2 separate regions of the Oryctolagus cuniculus genome follow, and region 1 is linked to region 2. The links are chromatin contacts, called in public Hi-C maps. All regions are on one chromosome and are shown on one strand. The core of a region is the stretch at or near the end of the contact, and the rest is flanking DNA. Distances in the headings are between cores, read along the strand shown. Region 1 overlaps LOC127484399 (a long non-coding RNA gene). Region 2 overlaps LOC127484399 (a long non-coding RNA gene).

Region 1 (5,944 bases), core at 1,286-3,785, 50 kb after region 2:
CGAACAAACTGCCAAAACCATGCTATAGAATACAACCTGCCAACAGTAAATACAGAATTAATGACTGAGGCACTGTGGATAAATTTCAAAACTATTATGCTGAGCTAAAGAAACAAGCCACCAAAAAAACATGGTATGACTCCATTCATATGAAATTGTAAACAAATCTCATGTAAACATAGTGACAGAAAACAGATAAGTGGTCGCCTAGGATGAAAGAGGTGGAGAAATAGGGATTAACTAGTCAACTGGGAAGAGGCATGACAGAGCCTTGACCCAGCCTACTGCAGGCATTTGAAGAGTGAACCAAGGGATGGAAGATTTCTCCTCTGTCTTTCACCTTTCAATCAAGGGAAAATAAGCAGCACACAGATCAGAGGCACGCTGACTGATCTTGGGTTTCAGCTCCGCTACTTGCTGGTGATTTCATTTAAGCCTCTGTTTTTCAGTTCTCTGGTCCATAAAATTAGGGCAAAATAATACTGACGTCGCACTATGGTTATGATTCAATAATTCAGTTGACACATGGCACAGAGGAAGCACTCATTAAATGTCAGCTGTTATTATTATAGAAAGCAACCAGTGTCTCTACAACTGAAGAAATGAGCTAATCTGCATATTTCCTCCAAACATTTATTCCTTTCCTTGCCTTCAAGCATACTCCCACACAAGCCCAATTTTGAAAAGAGACATGTCATCTGCGTTTTCTCCTGAGCCGACTGCTAAGGGATTGAGCTTCCTCAGATGACACGTGGGGAGAGGGTTGTCCTCCCTATATCACAGGTTGTTGTGAGCACTGAATAATCCAATTTGTATGATGGAGTCTTGTAAGCCACAAGCACTTTCGGACTATAAAACACTAATATTAATGTGGCTGCTCAGATTGAAGGGGGCTATTCAACAAGCACACATACAGAACATCAAATAGACCAAGGAAAACCTTAGCACGCTTGAGGACTATCATCCACAATTTTAGTTTTTACTTTTCAAAGTCAGAAAGAGAGGGGGCCAGCGCTGTGGCACAGCAGGTTAAAGCCCTGGCCTGAAGCACCAGCATCCCATATGGGCACCAGTTCTAGACCCAGCTGCTCCTCTTCTGAACCAGCTCTCTGCTATGGCCTGGGATAGCAGTAGAAAACATGGGCCCTGCACCCGTGTAGGAGACCTGGAAGAAGCTCCTGGCTCCTGGCTTCCGATTGGCACAGCTCCAACTGTTGCGGCCATCTGGGGAGTGAATCAGCAGATGGAAGACCTCTCTGTTTCTACCTCTCTCTGTAACTCTGTCTTTCAAATAAATAAAATAAATCTTAAAAAAGAAAGAAAAACAACGTCAGAAAGAGAAATAGAGAGAACTAACATCCACTAGTTCCTGCCCCCAAATGCCCACAACAGCCAGGGTTGGGTCATGCCAAAGCCAGGAGCCAAGAACTCTATCTGGGCCTCCTATATGAGTGGCAGGGATGAGCTAATGTCTCCCAGCGTGTGCACTAGCAGAATCTGGAATCAGAAATGGAGCCAAGACTGAAACCCAAGCACTCCAATATGGGATACCAGCAGCATCTTAACCATTACACCAAATACCTGCCCTAATTGTTTGTTTGTTTTTTAACTAGCAGAGAGTAACTAATAGCAAAATTATGGATAAACACAATACTTTTCACACATGCAACAGACTACAAAATTCAGAATAAGTATCTAAGCTTTACAGAATGCATCAAATCTTTCAGAAAAGTGTAACTGATTATGAATTTTAGTTGTTAAAAGATGTCATTGTTAATGTTTTGCTATACACAGATTCTTAGTGAAATGTAACTTTTCTTCAAACTCATGAGGAAAATAATACAATTTAAGAAGTAGAGCTTATGTAAACCAAATGAATTTTAAAAGTCTAAGAGATCAATGGGATTTAAAGTTAGAAACTGGATGATACCTCAGGCTTTGCTCAGTGAGTCATTATTTTACTCAAAACAAGTTACTCAATCTCAGATGACTCACCTTTTACAAAATTACAATAATATCACTTACAATGACATTAGCCTAGCATTTTGGATTCATGAAGGACAATACATACAAGACACAATGACCTTGAACGGCTAGAATGTGTTCATTTTAATTACCGCCTTGCACTTAGTTATTGTCCTCCTAAAGTCACATACACACAAAGTCTCTGAGAAAAGTGTATCCATCTTGAAATATTTCATGTACGTGCAAGTACCATGGAATTTTTTCAAAAATTGCCTATGGCTACAATTTCACATTTAAACCAAACAGAACTACAAACACAACCTTTTAAACTAGGCAAAGTATAATTTTTATCTTTCTAAACAATGTCCAGTCATTAGGTTTAAATATACACATTTACTTGTGTATTGTTCATTCAGCAAATTCATTTAGCACCAACTATTTGTAAGTTTGTACATCATCTATTGAACACAACCTCAGCTTTTATGAAGAAAATGCAAAACATGATGAAGTTTGGTACTCTTTTTCTGTATTGAGTTGGTATAAATAGAGTCAGTCATCATTTTTGATGAGCATTAAGTGTCACTGTCCCACACACGGTATGTACTGATTATCTGACAACAGCGTAAGGGGAGGGTGCACGTTTTGGGGGAAGATATGACATTTCCTCATTGATTTTTATTATTTTTAAAGAAAGCAACTCACACTGTTAGATAACTTCGAGGCACATTTTTAAAGTTATAACATATATTTAGTTATATTTTAAATTATATCAAAGCACTTCTGTAGTGCTTTATATTTTCACTGGACACTCATTTTAAACAATCCTATATGCCAAGTAATTTTAATATTAAGCTTTCCTATCTTATCCAGTAAGTCACTCAACTTTTATTATTGTTTTAAAAAAAAAACAAACATACACAATCAGCCTCCCATGCAGAGATAATCCATCTTGGAACAAAAACTTAGAATTAGATCCAAACTTCATCAGTGGTGTTCTAGATAAAGGAGAACAATGAAGTCAAAGTTTCCCCTCCTCATTATGCCAGGACTGGAGGTAGGGAAACTCCCACGGGGAGTATGTGAAGCTGGAGGACTGGGCTCAGGTGCCCCCTAGAGACTCCAGGGGCAGCCTCCCCTGCCCCGCCCCACCCTGACTCTGGAAGGTGTTGTGAGCGCAGAGCACTGAATGCCGGCCAGTGGGAGGATGAGAACTCGCTGGAGGGGAAGGTAGGTCTCAGCAGGGAGGAGAACCAAATGGATGCAGTCATCATGATCATGATCATGATTATCTGTCACAGTGAACAGTTGCATGACAGAGTCGCTTTCTGAAGAGTTCAAGGACAACCCGTGTAATACCCTATTTCCCAAGACACAAAGCCAAAGCAGCAGGTTACACAATTACTTGTTGATTTATGCAGAGGGAGATTTTTTAGTTACATTTTCCAAATTCCAACTGGCACTCCAAAAACTTAATGCTATAAAACTATGTTCTGGAAATGTGTAATAAGTGTCATAAAACACAATATACACATAGATCTAAATACCTTCTATCACCCTGATAACTTATTTCTGAATCATAAATCTTTGCAGGATTAATTATTGGTTTGTCGGGAAAAAAATCAACAAATAACAGTCTCACATTTCAGTCAAATGGAACTTAAGGCTGGCGCTGCGGCTCACTAGGCTAATCCTCCGCCTGCGGCGCCAGCACACCGGGTTCTAGTCCCTGTTGGGGCGCCGGATTCTGTCCCGGTTGCTCCTCTTCCAGTCCAGCTCTCTGCTGTGGCCCAGGAAGGCAGTGGAGGATGGCCCAGGTGCTTGGGCACTGTACCCGCTGGGAGACCAGGAGGAAGCACCTGGCTCCTGGCTTCGAATTGGCGCAGCGCACCAGCCATAGTGGCCATTTGAGGGGGGGAACCAATGGAAGGAAGACCTTTCTCTCTGTCTAACTTTGCCTGTCAAAAAAAAAAAAAAGAAAGAAGGAAAGAAAGAAAAATAGAACTAAAGCTAAAGAATCCAAGAAAAATTATTCCTCCAACAGTGTCGGTCCAAAACTTTTCAACCGTACATTTTTAACTAGGTCAAGCTCCATGTCTCCTGAAACTGTAGGTTTATTCATTCATTAACCCAACAAATACTCTAAGCACATCCTGGCCACATTTGGTATTATGCCTCCTAAATATCTGTGATATCCACCTCCACCTCCACCTCCACCACCACTCTCCTCCAAGCCACTACTCATCATGTCCCAGCTGGTTGACCACCTTCCAATCCTCTCCACAAAGAACTGGGCCTACCACCCATGGGTTTAAGCCCTTGGAAGGTTTCCGATTGTCCTTGAAATCAAGACCACAATCCAGCAACGTCCAGCTGGGCCCCTCTCTCTCTCTTCAAACTGGGTGCTTCCTTCTCTTCTTCCTTCAACAACCCTACTGGCCAATGGTCTACATGGGGAAGTGATTACTGCCGTCAGGTCAGTCCTAACACCCTGCTCCTTCCTAGCCAGCACCTTCTCACAGACTCCCTTTGCCTGGAACAGGCTTCCTCTCCCATTTGGGCTGAGCTAGCTCCTACTCACAGTCAGGTCTTAACTCAAGTATCACCTCCCCTGAGCAGCCTTGAATAGCCTTTGCCTCCTTCCCCATCCCCCCTTTAACCAGTTCAGGCTCTCCTAGTCTATGTCTTCATAGGGAACTCTAGTTTTCCTTCATAGCTCTTAACACAAGTTTGAGTTGTACATTTATTTGTAAAACTATTAAAGTAATATTTGCTTCTCCCAAAGTAAGCTCTCTCAGGGCTGAGACCATCTGTTTAGTCCTCTGCTGTAGTCCTGGAATCAAGAGCAGTGCACAGGAGATGATCAATATTTGTTGAATACACCAGAGTACTTCAAAAAGGACATAGAAAATGGATCTAAAAAGTAAGTTTATGAAGGGCCAGTACTATGGCATACTAGGCTAAACCTCCACTTGTTGTGCCGGCATCCCATATGGGCACCAGCTTGTGTCCCTGCTGCTTCTCTTTCAATCCAGCTCTCTGCTATTGACCTGGGAAAGCAATGGAAGATGGCCCAAGTGCATGGGCCCCTGCACCCATGTGGGAGACCAGGAAGAAGCTCCTGGCTCCTGGCTTTGGATCGGCTCAGCTTCAGCCATCACTGCCATTTGGGTAGTGAACCAGCAAATAGAAGACCTTTCTCTCTCTATCTCTCCCTCTGCCTGTAACTCTGCCTCTCAAATAAATAAATAAATAAATAATTTTTTTATATAAAAAAGTAAGTTTATTTCGGTATAAAAAGCATTTTGAAATCCATGCACACTTTTTTTGTATGTTGCACACTTCCGTGAACTTTTTGAGGATCCTTTGTATGCATGAGTTTCAAAAATATTTTGCACCAAATTAACTTATCTTTTAATTCCATCATTCCATGAACTTTAGGGGTAGACTATTCCCTTAATGAAGGCTGGAACAATGCATGTACTATTTTCTGGGCAGTTCCAGTACTTACTATAGGATGCCACACTAAAGGCATTCAATAAACATTTGGAGAAAAAATTGGCACTCAATAAACATTTTCAATGGTGTTAATATATTTCTTCTACTGTTTTCTTGGAACATTTATCAGCTATTTTTCTATTTACTTATTAACTCTGAATTTTCCATCATTCATTATTTAAGACTGAATGAACAAACCCTAGCTAATCAAGGCATAGTGACTAAGCAGTTCCATTACAGAGGAGGTGGTAAGAGGATGCCTTGAATATATTTCATCTGCATCTATTTGTTTTGGTTACTTTATTTTAAATACACTTGAATCATATGGAAGTGAATTCCACTTACTTTCTTCTCCTTAAAAATTAATAAAGAAGTTTAACTAACAGGAACTTAAAAACACTAATAACTTGTGTGCATTTTACTAAGATATTTGTTGAATTCAATTAATATTTTCAGAACTCTCTCAAGGTACTTGGCATTCTAT
Region 2 (6,031 bases), core at 2,316-4,815:
GCTATCCTGGACTGAGCTTTCCACCCAGGACCTCACTTAACGCCTGCCATTGTCTTCATTTTGCAGTTGAGGACACCGGGTCCTCACCTGGGAACGCATTGACTTGCTGCGGTCACTTAGCTATAAAACAAGGGACCAGAATCTGTGTTGCACAAACCAAAAATGGCTCCTAAGCGACTGCATAGAACCTAAACCCAGGCTACACACTCTGGTGAACACTCGCTGGCAGTCTTGGGATGAGAAATCTGAATTTTCTATTTTGAAAACAGAGCCCATACTTGTCAGAGGCTTAGTGGTGTGACATCATTGACATGGCATGAAGGTAAAACACACGAGTCAGCACCAGACGCTCGGGTCCATGGAGGGACAGGCTTTTACGACCAGGAGCCACCTACCCATTACCCAAAGCTCGAAGCACTCAGTTCTGATTGCTCCTCTGGGGGTTCAGCAAGTTCCAGGCCCAGAAGACCTCATACGTTTGTCCAGCTAGACCTTGCACTCACTTCTCATTTCTGCCAAAATTGCCCCTCCCCATATTCGGGGAACATGCAAGGACAAGAATGAAGAATAGTAGTGACGATGGATGGGCGATGGGCAATGGTTACACCAGGTATCTTCTACGGCCACTAACTGGAAAGATTCTGTCCAGAGGCTCGTCACCAACACATATTGTGAAGACTGCCATTCGTCATCTCCAACGTGTAAGGATTCAGGAGTTTTTGGGTCACGACCTAGTCCTGTGTCCTCCTTATCAGTTTTTCTCAAATAATGGTGTGTACACTTATAACCCAGGATCTTATTAAAATGCAGATTATGGGCCGGCGCCGCGGCTCACTAGGCTAATCCTCCGCCTAGCGGCGCCGGCACACCGGGTTCTAGTCCCGGTCGGGGCGCCGGATTCTGTCCCGGTTGCCCCTCTTCCAGGCCAGCCCTCTGCTGTGGCCAGGGAGTGCAGTGGAGGATGGCCCAGGTGCTTGGGCCCTGCACCCCATGGGAGACCAGGAAAAGCACCTGGCTCCTGGCTCCTGCCATCGGATCAGCGCGGTGCGCCGGCCGCAGCGCGCCGGCCGCGGCGGCCATTGGAGGGTGAACCAACGGCAAAAGGAAGACCTTTCTCTCTGTCTCTCTCTCTCACTGTCCACTCTGCCTGTCAAAAAAAAAAAAAAATGCAGATTATGATCTAGAAGCTCTGGATTGGGGTCTAAGAGTCTGTATTTCTAGTAGGATCCCAGATGATACGGAGACCGCTGGTCCCTGGACCACACTTCAAGTAGCAAGATTATAGACGATTTGAATTCACCAATCACTTGGCCTGGCCCAGCACTGAATGTCATTTTTGTGAGTCAGTCTCAATAGACTCACCACAGACTGAGCTGGATGAGCAACACAGCAGGGAAGGCGACATCAGCAGAATCCCATCAGCAAAGTCTTGCTCAAAGCAAATTAATCCTACAAGAGTTTGATTAAGTTAGGCCTGGAAGGGAGGTGTTTTTTAGACTCTCACCAAGAAGAGAAGACAGAGTCTGGAAATTAAAGAGATCAATCATCTTGTCTCAAATTATCCCATTCTCACGCAATGAGAAGCTCACAACAAATCTGACCCTTTGGAGAGAATGAAAAAGACTTGTCCAAGATCAACCACTTGTGTTACCTAATACAGCACTACAAAGTACACCTCTCTCTACATATGAGTATTCATTTGTAAAGATCTTCTTAAACTCTCTTTAAGAACCATTTTTTTTAGTGCAGTGAACCAAACAACGGCTGAAGTTTTAAGAAGAAACAATAAATTTAACTGAAGCTGCATCCTAATCCACACTAAACTCAGCTGCACTGGTTGCTTTCACAGCTGTTACTGACGTCCTTATCCTTTGTTTCCAAGAAATTCATATCGCAATGAATGAAGTTAGAAAGAAGAACTGTGAAGATTAGTTATTTAACACCCACCTCATGCCTCTTATGGAGTTGTTCACTAACAGGAAGACAAAATAAAGGAGTTCTTGAAGTCAGAACTTCAGAGGAGGAAATTAAAATATACAAATCAGTCCCTCTGCCCAACTGTGATTCCTGTCACCCCTAATCACAGTCAGTAACCCTAATAATTACTGCCTTAGCTTGCACTGTGATAAGGAAGTGAACCCGAGCTGAGAAGCCGAAAGAAAACGCGTTCCTTCCATCAAGCTCTTGCCACCCTCTTCTGAAGTTTTCTTCCACACTCAACAAAAGCATCATAAAGTCATCCGTGACCCTACGCCCAGCTCCACCAGGTCAGCGCCTGTGACTGGCCTCACACCCTGCCCAGGTGGCCAGGCGTTACCACCGGGCCTTCCCCCAACAAGGCCCCAGCTTGCTTGCCCAGAGGGCGGCAGTCATTACCTGAATGGCAGGTTTAGACGCAAGCCGCCTTAATGTGGGGCTTCGCAAGCATCACGCCCGGGTTGTCATTAGTGTCCTCGGAAAACAACAATCAGCTGGCTGACCAAAAAAGGACATTAGTACAAGGGTTTGGGGAAGCCATGTAAGATGTAGTTCGTTCATTTTTTTTCAAACAAGGGAAGGGCTAACTTACAAAGAACACACAAGGATAACAGTCACCCAAAGGTGCCTAAGCTACCCTTGGCTCCAGGGCTGAGCTGGAGGAGGTGTCAGGGGCTGGCAGCCCTAGGGCAGGAGACAGCATCTCCAGTCACTCAGCCCATGCAGGAGGCTCAGCTGATGGCAAGAGAGACAGAGACAGAAATAGAGATCTCCCATCTGCTGCTTCTTTTCACAAATGCTGACAGCAGCCAGGGCTGGACCAGGCTAAAGTGAAGCTATGAACACAGCACAGGTCTCCCACAAGGGCGGCAGCGACCCAAATACTGGAGCAAGCATGCTGCCTGCCAGGAAGCTGAGATCATAAGCGAGTCAGGACTCATATCCAGGTACCCCAGTAGGGGATGCAGGTGTCCCAAGCAACGTCTGAACTGCTGTGCCACGCCCCCCCAAAGGGATCCCATTGTAGGAATACGGCTTCTTACATTATCTCACACAATCTCCTGTTCTTTGGTCTGCAACTCTAAGTGTCTAGAAGGTTTCGAAAGTGGTGGACACGGTGCCATCTGCCCCCACCTCAGGTGTGGTTGCACTAAAAGTCAACATGGTCCAAGAGACAAGTTGGCAGCACTCACGTCTTCTCCCTCCCACCCCTCCTACCCCACCTCTGAGCCACCTGAGGCCGCAGTGACCCAGACTGGGCTTTGTCTCGGACCACACTGGGGCTGCTTGAGAACAGGAGACATCCACAGTCAGTCCCTTAGCCCATCACACGGAGGAGGAAGCCAGCCCCCTATGACAAGCCTTGACCTGCTGACTATTTTTATGACAAGCAAAGGGTTAAAACCATATCCCCCAGAGAGGTCCCACTGCCTCTCCAGACAACTGGCCAAGGGGAGCTAGGAGCCTGCACCTGTGGGCAAGCCAGAGACCCACCCCAGGGTCCAGAGACCAGGAGGCTGGGTAGATAGTCCCACAAACAGCTAAGCAGGAGAAGCATAGTGGGTGGAGCCTATGGCTGGGTGGTCAAGACTTTGGTCCCCTTCCGCATCTTCCTGGTGACGAGCTGGAACCCAACCCCTCCCACTCTGCTCCAACAGAAGCGGGGGGGGAGGGGGTGCAGACCCAGCTCCAACAGTCCTTTGGAAAGAAAACTGTTTTAAGTTCTCTGCTCTCGTGAAGGAGCCACACGGTATCCAGAAGGGGCTCTCGTGTTCATCTGGGCCCTGTGGAAAGGGAGACAATGGGGGCGTCTTTGATACTCCCTTCCTGCCCACTGGCATCATTTTGGTGCCGCTGTCACCTCTGGTAAATGACCAAATCATCTCCTTATGAAGGGAACTCACCTCCCTTCCCTTGGTGACCTATTTCCTCTCCTCTGCAGGGAGCCCCAGCTAAATGCTTCTTTAAGGCGGGAACCTGCTGCTGTCAATGACACAGAGGCCTTGGGGGAGCTCCAGGTGAGGGGGAGGAGGATTGAGACTGCAGGCGCGAGGGTGTTGTCTCTGTGCCCCGCCCCCACTCACACTCAGAGCAAACAGAATCCACGCACAGAAAGACACAACACAAAGGTGGACTTGAGAAGGTCAGGCAGTGACAGGTCTACGAGGTGGCTCCCTTTGCAGGACAGCTTGTCAAGCACTTCTTTCCATACTGGCACTGACACCTTCAAAGGCATCCGGGTATCTTGTGTCTCTTTCAACAGACCAAAAGGCAGAAAGAAAAAATGTTCTTGGATCAATGCCTAAAAAAATCTTAAACCAGATTTTTCTGGGATATTTCAGACCAGTCAGTGCCTGTTATTTTAAACTGTGGCATTTTTCTTTTAAAATATGGATTAAATCCTGTGGTGAGTGAGAGGTTTCAAGTTCACCGTTCCGGCGGCACTGGTTTCTGAGTTGCTGTGCTATCAGCTCTAAAACTTCCAGGGCTTCCATCGCCCCCGCTGCTCCTCTGCTCCTGGGGCGCCGCCTCGGCAGCCTGCGGCACGGAGGACCAGGCACCAGGACAGGCGCTGGACCAGAGGGGCTCCCAGCTTGTTTCTTCTTAGCCAGAAGAGAGTTTGAGTTTACAGAGAACATACACTAACAGACAGCAAGTGCCCTGAATAGCAACAGGTGCCCACAGGCCAGGGGTTGGCCAATCACACGGCTGGCTCGCCCCCTGTCCACAGCTGCTTCTGTCAACAGCAGCCTTGAGGAGTCGCAATAGTGTCTCTCACACCCACAAACCCTGACTAGTTATCACCTGACCTTTACACAGAGAAAATTCTGGGGCAAACATGTCCCATGTCAGAGTCCCCTGGCCCAATGCCCAGCTCTCACAGACTCTGACTTCCTGCTAATGCAGACGCTGTGGGGCAGCAGGGGAGGGGTGACTGGGCTCCAGCGCTTGGGTTCCTGCCACTTCTGTGGGAGACCTGGACTGAGCTCCCAGCTCCAGGCTTCAGCCCCAACCCAACCACTGAGCCAGCAGATGGGCACTCTCACTACGTCTATTTCCGTCTCTCACTCTCTTTGTCTCTCAAATAATTTTTAAATTTTTTAAACTAAAATTTTATGGGGCTGGCGCTGCGGCACATCGGGTTAATTCCCTGGCCTGAAGCACCAGCATCGGGCTCCAGTTCTAGTCCTGCCTGCTCCACTTCCGATCCAGCTCTCTGCTATGGCCTGGGAAAGCAGTAGAGGATGGCTCAAGTCCTTGGGCCCCTGCACCTGCCTGGGAGACCTGGAAGAAGCTCCTGGCTCCTGGCTTCCGATTGGTGCAGCTCCAGCTGTTGTGGCCAACTGGGGAGTGAGCCATTGGATGGAAGACCTCTCTCTATCTCTGCCTCTCCTCTCTCTGTGTAACTCTTTCAAACAAAAAAAAAAAAATTTAAAAAATACTTTATAAAAGAGTATCCAACCTCTGCTCTGAACAACAGAGCAAGAGAATATGAGCTGAAGCCACAACAGGAACAGTGGGGCCCATCTACAAACCCCTCACTGCGAAGGACGGGGGGCAGGCTGCCAAGTCTCAGCCCAAGCTGGGAGGGCCCTGGCTCCATCAGGTACCACTGAACATGGCCATGTATCAGCTTAAAACACCTGGAGAGTTCCAATGACTTAAAAGATTAAAACGTACCTGCTTTTTCCCCAAGGTAATTCACATACAAGCCACGAATAAAGGATCTATTTTGCTTTTTTTTTTTAATCTTTTATTTAATGAATATAAATTTCCAAAGTACGACTCATGGGTTACAATGGCTTTCCCCCCCATACCGTCCCTCCCACCCACAACCCTCCCCTTTCCCACTCCCTCTCCCCTTCCATTCACATCAAGATTCATTTTCGATTATCTTAATATACAGAAGATCAGCTTAGTATACCTTAAGTAAGGATTTCAACAGTTTGTTGCCACACAGAAACATAAAGTGAAAAATAATAGATGATTTTTTTAAAATGATGATGAAATCAGATCAGACCTATTGTCATGTTTAATCCCAGTGAGAGTCAAG

Evidence for each region. A called contact is a pair of places that touch in the nucleus more often than the background predicts.
Region 1: a contact with region 2 is called in a Hi-C map of liver, with 5 times the contacts expected there. The contact joins two enhancer-like sites. A contact is called at or near these places in 4 of 6 Hi-C or Micro-C datasets (ear pinna, embryonic fibroblasts, liver and 1 more).

Annotation. Positions count from the first base shown.
Region 1 is chr17:21,721,121-21,727,064 of mOryCun1.1, forward strand. All of the region lies in intron 2 of LOC127484399 (a long non-coding RNA gene), which reads right to left. Among named protein-coding and RNA genes, the nearest start is that of KRT12, 13 kb to the left of the region's middle. Within about 2 kb of position 2,536, at least 1 of the 8 cell types and tissues checked has an H3K27ac peak or open chromatin away from gene starts, as enhancers often do. A contact at or near this core is called in ear pinna, where this site is marked.
Region 2 is chr17:21,670,171-21,676,201 of mOryCun1.1, forward strand. The region is part of intron 4 of LOC127484399 (a long non-coding RNA gene); the gene reads right to left. Among named protein-coding and RNA genes, the nearest start is that of KRT23, 19 kb to the left of the region's middle. Within about 2 kb of position 3,566, at least 1 of the 8 cell types and tissues checked has an H3K27ac peak or open chromatin away from gene starts, as enhancers often do. A contact at or near this core is called in ear pinna, where this site is marked.